Linked DNA regions of Mus musculus: region 2 is linked to region 1. The links are chromatin contacts, called in public Micro-C maps. All regions are on one chromosome and are shown on one strand. The core of a region is the stretch at or near the end of the contact, and the rest is flanking DNA. Distances in the headings are between cores, read along the strand shown.

What was found. A called contact is a pair of places that touch in the nucleus more often than the background predicts.
Region 2: a Micro-C map of the G1E-ER4 cell line shows a contact between it and region 1. The contact joins the promoter of Xylb here to the enhancer-like site in region 1. A contact is called at or near these places in 4 of 39 promoter capture datasets (the 3T3-L1 cell line, maxillary cranial neural crest, pre-B cells and 1 more), 3 of 484 Hi-C or Micro-C datasets (the G1E-ER4 cell line and palatal mesenchyme), 2 of 115 datasets of contacts at active chromatin or transcription factors (forebrain and stem cell-derived neural progenitor cells) and 3 of 9 other capture datasets (adipose tissue, embryonic stem cells and liver).

What each region holds. Positions count from the first base shown.
Region 1 is chr9:118,582,092-118,586,477 of GRCm38.p6, reverse strand. It overlaps Golga4 (golgi autoantigen, golgin subfamily a, 4), which reads right to left. Exons shown (of 24, transcript NM_018748.3): 24 at 3,959-4,386. Among named protein-coding and RNA genes, the nearest start is that of Itga9, 22 kb to the left of the region's middle. Within about 2 kb of position 1,512, at least 10 of the 459 cell types and tissues checked have an H3K27ac peak or open chromatin away from gene starts, as enhancers often do. A contact at or near this core is called in the G1E-ER4 cell line, where this site is marked.
Region 2 is chr9:119,356,009-119,360,214 of GRCm38.p6, reverse strand. It overlaps Xylb (xylulokinase homolog (H. influenzae)), which reads right to left and starts at 2,834. Exons shown (of 19, transcript NM_001033209.3): 1 at 2,508-2,834; 2 at 901-983. The coding sequence starts at 2,609.

The DNA.
Region 1 (4,386 bases), core at 263-2,762:
GGGTTTGCAACAATCAAGCTGTCTCTCCTTTCCCATTCCCCGACCTACCTTATTCCTTTCCCAGGAGACAAAGGTTCAACTATGCAGGGGCTGGGATGTGGCTGAGTGCAGCTGGACTGAAGGTGGCAGGGAAATGGATTACCCCACTCTAAAAGGAGATAACCACAACAAGGTCTGTAGTGGCAAGATACAAAACGGGAGAGTGAAGAACTAGACACACCACATCCATCTACCACAAACTGTGCAGTGGCAGCCAAAGATGCATAGCCTCCCTGGCTGTGCACTCACTTGTACCATGTGACGTCCTGAAAGCCTCGTCTCATAATCGCTTCAGATGTCCCATCCAGATCTCATCACCTAACCACAGACTTATGAATTTAAAAAGAGAAATGATGTATCTTGGCCACTCCTGACATACAGACGTGGAAGAATGGGGACAGAGCGGGGACACAGGAAGCACACCTTGTTTAACAGCAGAAGCTGCTCCGTCTAGTAGAAGGACAGATGCCTTCCTCCTGTAGCAAGGAAAACACCTGGAAAACCTTTCATCTGTGTCAGTGTGTACACATATGCTCTTGTGGGGAGGGGAGCCAACAGAGGCCAGAGGGGATGCTGTTTGCTGGAGTTAACAGGCAGCCGTGTAGCCATCTTTCCAGCTCCATCAACTGGAAAGTGATGGACCAAGATCACACAATCAAACACACTGCTCTGCATGCTGACCTAAATATTAATTTTAAGACTTTAACACTTTTAGAGAACAGAAACCCAACTAAAGATGTCCCAAATTAAAGTGGGGACATTGCACAGAACCATGTGGCTCAAGGCTAGACGGCCCGCTGCCCCTCACCCCTGTTGTCCTCACCACCTCTGCCATGGTGTGTGCTTTAGACAGACTTAAGTCACCTCCGGCCCTTCAAATTTTGGTGACGCCACTGGAAGGTGATGGTCTAAGGGGACACAGACTCAGAATGTTCACCCACTGGGGTAAATAGGCTGAGACAGTCTGTGGTGTGGAATGTTCAGTCTTACAATGACAGAGGCACCATACTGACAAGGCTGGCACAAAATGACTTGAAGTGTACTCACTTGTTGGCAGCAGAGGCTGCTGGGGCAGACTGGTTAGCTTGGGTTGTTTTTTTTCAAGCGTTCTCATGCCACGGACAAGTTCATCATGGTGAACTTAATGCAAGTACTAAGTGTAACCTATTCAACACCTGAGAAATGGTTACATAAATTAACGGCACATGGTTGAAGACAGAGTTGAATCAGTTTTAATGACTTTCAATACAGACTCACAAATGGATGCAAGCACACTCAGGGTTTTGAAAGGGGGGAGATGTTGGGCCCCATTTTGGCCTTGATTTGGGTCTTGAGGACAAACCCGAGCCTGGTTCCAGTTTGGAGACCTGTCTCAGTCACTTCCATATCAGGGTGACTCAGCAAAACCTGTTTTAGCCCTGCCTCTGCTGATGAAGAGCTTTGCCACTGGCCCTGTCAGTCACTCCATACCCTCTGTTACCCTTCCCCACCTCCTATGTCATCTTACCCCACCAAAAATCCCCTTCCCTATGTTCTGAACTTATATAAGTGAGAGGCTGATGCCATAGAGTTCCTGCTTTGACAGATTCCTGGCTCAGTGTGTTTCTTTGAGGCTGTCGACACTCGCCATCCTGCTCAGCCCCAGAGAGACCTGGGAGGGACCGGGACCTCTCTCCTCTCGCCTGGGTTTTTAAACAAGAAACAGGCTAGGGTGGTGGTGAGATGGCTCAGTGGGTAGAGTTACTTGCCGTGAAAGCCCATTGACCTGAGAACTGACTCCACCCATGAGCCATGACATGCACCCATGATCATGAAGTACAAATGTGCATATGGTAACATTAAAAACTGCTTAAAAGGGCTACATATACATAGCAAAATCTAAAAAATACTGCTCACACCCTTTAATTTAGAAATGCCAAGTTCAATCATTTCGAGCCATTCCCTACCAAGCTCTACATGCATCCACATAAACAAAGTAGCACAAATTACAGTGACTGCAGGTAAAGGCTGTGCCAACGTGTCAACCAATAAACTCCTCCCAGCTTCCGCCGAGGAGAGCTGCTTTCTTGGCAGCAGGGTTTTTGACAGCAGTCATGAGGCTAGCCAGCCTCTGGCTAGGTCTGGACTGAACCCTGAGGTCACAGCTCTTTCTCTGTGGTCTGGAGTTGACCTGCAGCCATGATAAACTTTCGTTTCTCAAGCTTCAGAGAATGGGAGAAAAAGTACCCAGCCCTGAGCTGACATCTGTGATGCCAACAAGTCCTATAATTATCCTAGATAAAAGTCGGATATCTCCCAACTTCCAATCAGGAAGGGTTGCTGAAAGTCTCACCTGGCCCAAGGTGCTAACATGAATATAAGCAAATGTTCTTCTTCCCACTGGGGTAAGTCAAGTGGGCTGCGGCAGGTGAGGCACGGAGGAAGAGCCAGCAACCCCTGCTTGCTGTATGCGCTCCTACTCCTCTCCTGACTCCATGCTTAGAGCGCAGCTTGACTGGCTTCACAGGAGCCGGCAAACTATACCTGAGAACCAAAATCCCGTTTAGAACTTTTTCTAAGATTTATTTTTTTGTCTGAATGTATGTATGTGCACCACGTGTGTGCCTGGTGCCAACGGAAGTCAGAGGAAGATGTTGGATCTTCTGGAACTAGAATTACAGATTGTTGTAAGCCAGTAAGTGGGTGCTGGAACTGAACCTATATCCTCTGCAAGGGCAGCAAGAACTCTTAACTGCCAAGATATCCCTCGACCCTCGACTTCCTGACACCTTCTTTGAAAATAACATTTTAAACGGTATTTGTGGGACACAGCAGCACAGCTGCATGTATGAACTCACAAAGCCTGGGGCTGTAAGCATAAGGCTTGTACAAGATCAAGCCAGCCAAGACCCCAACATTATGGGAGGGGTCCATGAAGTTCCATTTCTGAAGAGCTACTGGCAGTTGATGGCTACTGGGTTGGAAGGGGGTCAGTTTCCTTTGGGGATGCGAGTCCTGAGAGGCTGCCCATACTCCAGAGGACGGCCCCACACCCATGAACATGCAGGCAGCACTAATGAACTTGGTGGGTATTAAATGAGTAATGACTTTAAAAGAGAGCACATGAAGTTGGGAGGGAAAGGGACTGGGAAGGTGGACAGCATCTAAACACATTTATGCATGTGTACAAACATGAAATATTTAATACAAATAAAATTTTACTGAAACACACTATGTTCACTCACTTAAGAATTGTCTATAGTTGCTCTGACTACAACAAAAGCACATGGCCTCTATGACTAAATATGCTCGCTAACTGGCCCTTTAGAGAAAACCTTTGCCAACTGACCCTGCTCCCTTACACTGGGGTATCTGCAGAAGGGGTTAAGGAGAAATTACAGGAAGTTGTGTGGAGAGCACTAAGAGGCCAAACTCCTACCCTCGGAAGAGGCATAAAAGACAAGAAGGGAGCTACAGTTGTAGGGTGTGGGTGGCCCCTCCCTCACAGCGCAGGAAACCCCAAGAGGGTGGCAGGCTGGCTGGATAACCAACATTCCATCCCGTGCAGAGGTTTTACAGATCTAAGAGTCTGAGAACCATGTTCCCCCGGATGTGAGGAGTGTGTGGACCCTTCTGAGCAGTTCTCACAGCTTCCCGCCCAGAAACTTCCTTTCATTAGGCATAAGAACAATCAGTGACTCCCAGAGCAGAAACCCTCCTATAACGTGTGTGTGTGTGTGTGCGTGTGTGTGTGTGTGTGTGTGTCCATATCCTCCTCATTGCTCGTGTGGCTTTGAACATACACACGCACATCTGTCCTACTGACCAGCAGTCAGCTGGCCTGACAGCCCTCACTCCATTACCAACCTGAACTGGAACACGGGTGCTTAGCCATCTTGAAGTGATTTCAACTTAAAAAGAAGCACAATGAACACTATTATATAGGAAATAAACTTTATTTATCTGATCCTCTGAGATGACATGGCCAACAGTCACAGAGCTGCAGACAATAGGATTATGTACTATTTACAATTTACAGTAGTATTTTTTCCTCTGAAAAATAATATAAGTCCAAAAGCTAGGTAAACATGAGGTACTGCCATTTGGGACTTATCATAGCATAAAGAACTAGGCTTTAGCAAATATTCAAAAAATCAATCTGTGAAACAGTCAATTAAAATCTCTAATTTATCAGAAAAAAATTCACTAAGTTTCACCTCAAAATATATTGCACAAGTCTTTAGGAAGAAAAAGAAACCACCCTAAAATAAATAAGGAAGATGGACAGTTCTTTAAAGAGAGGGAGAACACAAGAAAAAGACACTGAAGAGCCAAGCCAGGTGGGGCCAGTCAGAACAGCCTTTAAAC
Region 2 (4,206 bases), core at 1,585-4,084, 770 kb before region 1:
ACAAACAAAAACCAACATAAAAAACCCAGACGTGGCAGCTGTAACCTCCGAATTTCGGATGTGATGGATGACTGAGGTTTAGGAATTTAAGGTTATCTTCAGCTACCCAGTGAGGTACATGAGATCCTGTTTCCAAAAGGGGCCCAATGTGAGAGAAGATACATTCAGGCGCACATATGTGTGCACATGCCACGTGCCAAAAGTAGTCTAAGAAAAAGAAGGCAGAGAGTGGATGTGACCACTGGACTCTGGCCAGAAAGAAGATGAGCTTGTGAACTTCTTCTTTATAATTTCTCCAGTCTGTGGTACTTTCTTTTCTCTGTGTAGCCCTGGCTATCCTTGAACTCAGAGATCCACCTGCCTCTGCCTCCCTAGTGCTGAGATTAAATGCGTGTGCCACCACTGCCCGGCTTTGTGATACCCTTCCATTAGTAACAGAAGGTAGCCAAGAACAACCATCCAATTGTGCCTGGCACAAAACAGATCTCAAATCTATGAGTGAATGAATGAATTCAGCTGGAAAGGAATAGGGAAGAAATCATTATGGGAAGGAAAGATTCTCAGGGGCTGCAGAGATAGATAGCTTAGGGGTTAAGAGCACTGGCTGCTCTTCCAGAGGAACTGGGTTCAATTTCCAGCACTCTGTAGTGGCTCACAACTGTCTGTGATTCCATTTACAGGGGATCCAATGTCCTCTGCTGGCCTCTTTGGGCACCAGGCAGGAATGTGGCGCACAGACATACATGCAAGCAAACACAACATACAATAATAATAGATGCTCAGAGGTCTATGCAGACCTCTCTTGCAGCTGGGTTAAGTCAGAAAAGTATAGCTGATAAGTGCAAATGGTTTAGGGAGGCTCTAAAACCACCCACCCACACATGCACACCAGGTACCTACCCAAATTCCGGAAGGTCTCTGTCAAAATGCACGCTGTCCTCATAGAAGACGTTCAACTCTGCATCAACAGCAACAACTTTAACCTGGAAGACATTTGTGAAAACGGTGTATAGGATTTCCTCAGCCTCTACCTTTGTCCAAGAGGTTTCCAAGTCCAGTTAAGGTTCAGCACTGAGACAAAGGCTAATGGGCATCGTTTTTTGTTTTTGTTTTAAATGGGCATCATTGTAACCATAGCAACATAAGTTTCATGGGATACATGCTCAAAAAAAGAAAAGCAAAGAGATAAGATTAAAAAATGAGAAATGACCGGGCATGGTGGCACACGTGCCTTTAATCTTAGCACTTGGGAGGCAGAGGCAGGAGGATTTCTGAGTTCAAGGCCAGCCTGGTCTACAGATTTGAGTTCCAGGACAGCCAGGGGTACACAGAGAAACCCTGTCTCGAGAAACCCAAAAAAAAAAAAAAAAAAAAAAAAAAAATCGAGAGGTTTTATACTAGAAATTTAATGGCACTCTTGAAAGCTCTAGAACAAAAAGAAGTCACATCCAAAAGGAATAGACAGCAGGAAATAATCAACTCAGGGGCAAGTCTCGAAAAACCAGAGAGAGAGAGAGAGAGAGAGAGAGAGAGAGAGAGAGAGAGAGAGAGAGAGCGCCACACAGAGAGAGGCAGGTGAAACTCCCACGGTCTACAAGAATCCACTCTCCAAACAATGGAGGCTATGGTCCTGCACCTGGCAAGGAGGCTTGTCTCCAGAGGCTGCCCCCAGAGCCATGACTATGGTCAAGTCAGACCTGACATCCTAAGGAAGCCATTCCAAGCTCGGGAAGATGGAGAAACAGGTCTAGTAGGGCAAGGTGACTAAGTTCTATGGGATGTTCCCCAGTGGGAGCCGCAGGTTCCAACTCTCCTCATCGGGCTGAGAAGGGTCTCACAGCTACTATGCTTATTTCTCAAGCGTGCAGGATGAATGCCTCCTGGACGTCCCATGCCTACTTGGAAGGCAAATTGCTAATTCACTCAGCTATCACTGGGAACACCAACCTCTGACCGGCAGTTCTGGAATCACAGACCCTGGCACGCTAGTGCCAGCCAAGAGGGGGTTGGGGGAGGCAGGGAACGGGCAAAGTCCATTTGCATACTATGCCCATTTCACTTTTAACAAAAAAAAGTGCTTGGCGTGGCACCCTCCTTTAAACCCAACACTCAGGAGGCTACGGATAGTGGATCACTGTGAGTTCAAGGCCAACCTGGTCTACACAATGAACCTGGGCCAGCCAAAGCTACATAGTAAAGTTCTGTCTCAAAATATAAAATAAAATAATAAAGAAAAGTAAAGAAAAGGCGCTCAGGGATTATCCGGATCTAGGCTGTGCATGTGCGCACACCTCTGCTGTTTTCGCGGAGTGTGTTTGCGCGGAGTGTCTCGGAATCTAGCCATCTGCAGCCGAGACTCGCGTGGACCCCCGAGGTACTCCCCCCCACAGCCCTCCGCCCCCGCTACGTGTACTCCGGGTTCCGCGGGGAGTCACCCGCGGTTTCCGGGAGAAGCCTCTCGCTGGCAGAGCATCGTCAGGCTCCCGCTCCTCGCCCCGCGCGCGTACCTGCTGCGTGCTGAAGTCCCAGCCCAGGCAACAGCGGCGCCCCGCGCGCTCCGCCAGGGCCCTGGGGGTTCCCGCCGCCCGTCTGTGCGTCCGTGCGTCCATGTGTACTGCAGCGGCGAGACTGTCGCTGCGCTCCGTCGCTCAGAGACGCCAGAGCCCGCCTTTCGCCACGCCCCGCAGGACTCTGGACTGGAGTCACGAGGCGGGAATGCCCTCTGGCGCCGCCTGCGGGAAGGTCGCGAGTGGGACTGCGTCTGGCTGGGGCACTTAGTGGTCGCTACCCACCAGCAAGGCAGCGCAGTGGCTTCCCTCCAATTTCACTCCACCCACACTCACCCCTGCGCCGACCTAATATAATCCCAGCATTTGGGAGGCTAAAATAGGAGGATCTCAAATTCAAGACCAGCCTGGGTAACAGCAGTGGTGGTGCACGCCTTTAATCCCAGCACTTGGGAGGCAGAGGCAGGCAGATTTCTGGGTTCGAGGCCAGCCTGGTCTACAAAGTGAGTTCCAGGACAGCCAGGACTATACAGAGAAACCCTGTCTCGAAAAACCAAAACCCAAAACCAAACCAAACCAAAACAAGGTAAATGGTTGAAACCCTGTCTCAAAATAAAATTAAAAAGAGGCAGAAGAAGCCAGTTGTGGTGGTGCCTGCCTTCAATCCCAGCACTCAGGAGACAGAGACAGGAAGATGTCTGTGAGTTCAAGGCCAGTCTAGTCTACATTGAGAATTCCAGGGCAGTCATAGCTATATAACAGAGACACTTGTCACAAAAGTAAAATGGGGGGGTGGTCTACTGAAGGTCAAGCTGGGCGTGTTGGTGCATAGCAAGTTCTAGGTCAGCCAAGGCTACACGGTGAGACGATGCCCACGCCAAAAATAGATAAATGAAAGGAAAGAAAAGAAAAAAAAAAAAAAGAAGTGAAGGCCGAAGATATTGCTTTTGTCTGACCTGTGCCCTAGAGTCAACTAAAAAATAAAATAAAAATAAAAATCTTAATTAAATTTGGGATAGTAGTACTGGAGGCCCATGAGTTTGAGGCCAGCCTGGGATACATAGCAAGATCTGTCTCAATAATAATAATAATAATTAATAATCAATCAATCTCTCTCTCTCCCTCCCTCTCTTCCTCCTTCTATTGTTTGTTTTGACAGTCTTGACTAGGCTCAAAAAATTCCTCCTGCCCAGATTGGCCTTGAATTTACAATCCTCCCACCAGAGCCTCCCACGAGATTGAAGGCCTGTAACACCAAGTGTGGCCTGACATGATCTGCTATAAGATAAGGTCTCACATACCCCAGGCTGGCCTTGAATTTACAGTGTAGCTGGGACTAGCCTTGAATTCCTGATCCTCCTGCCTCACTCTCCCAAATGCTGTGATTGCAGGTGGAAGCCACGATTCCCAGTTAGAACTCATCTGTTATCGTGACCCACAGGTCAGCAGACTGTCTGGGCTGAGCTCAGGTGGCGGTGGCAGTGGCGGTGTCTCTGCTACTCAAGACTCTTGTCCCCACCCCTGAACAGTATGCTCACAGTGCGCCTGTCTGAGAACCTCAGAAAAGAGCTTAGTGAATGATGTCAGCAAAAGGTGTGGGTGCCCAGTGTAAAGAATGGAGAAATGCATTCTGGAGGCAGGAGGAGGCAGATCTCTGGGATTTCAAGACTAGTCTACTTTACATAGAAAGTTCCAGGAC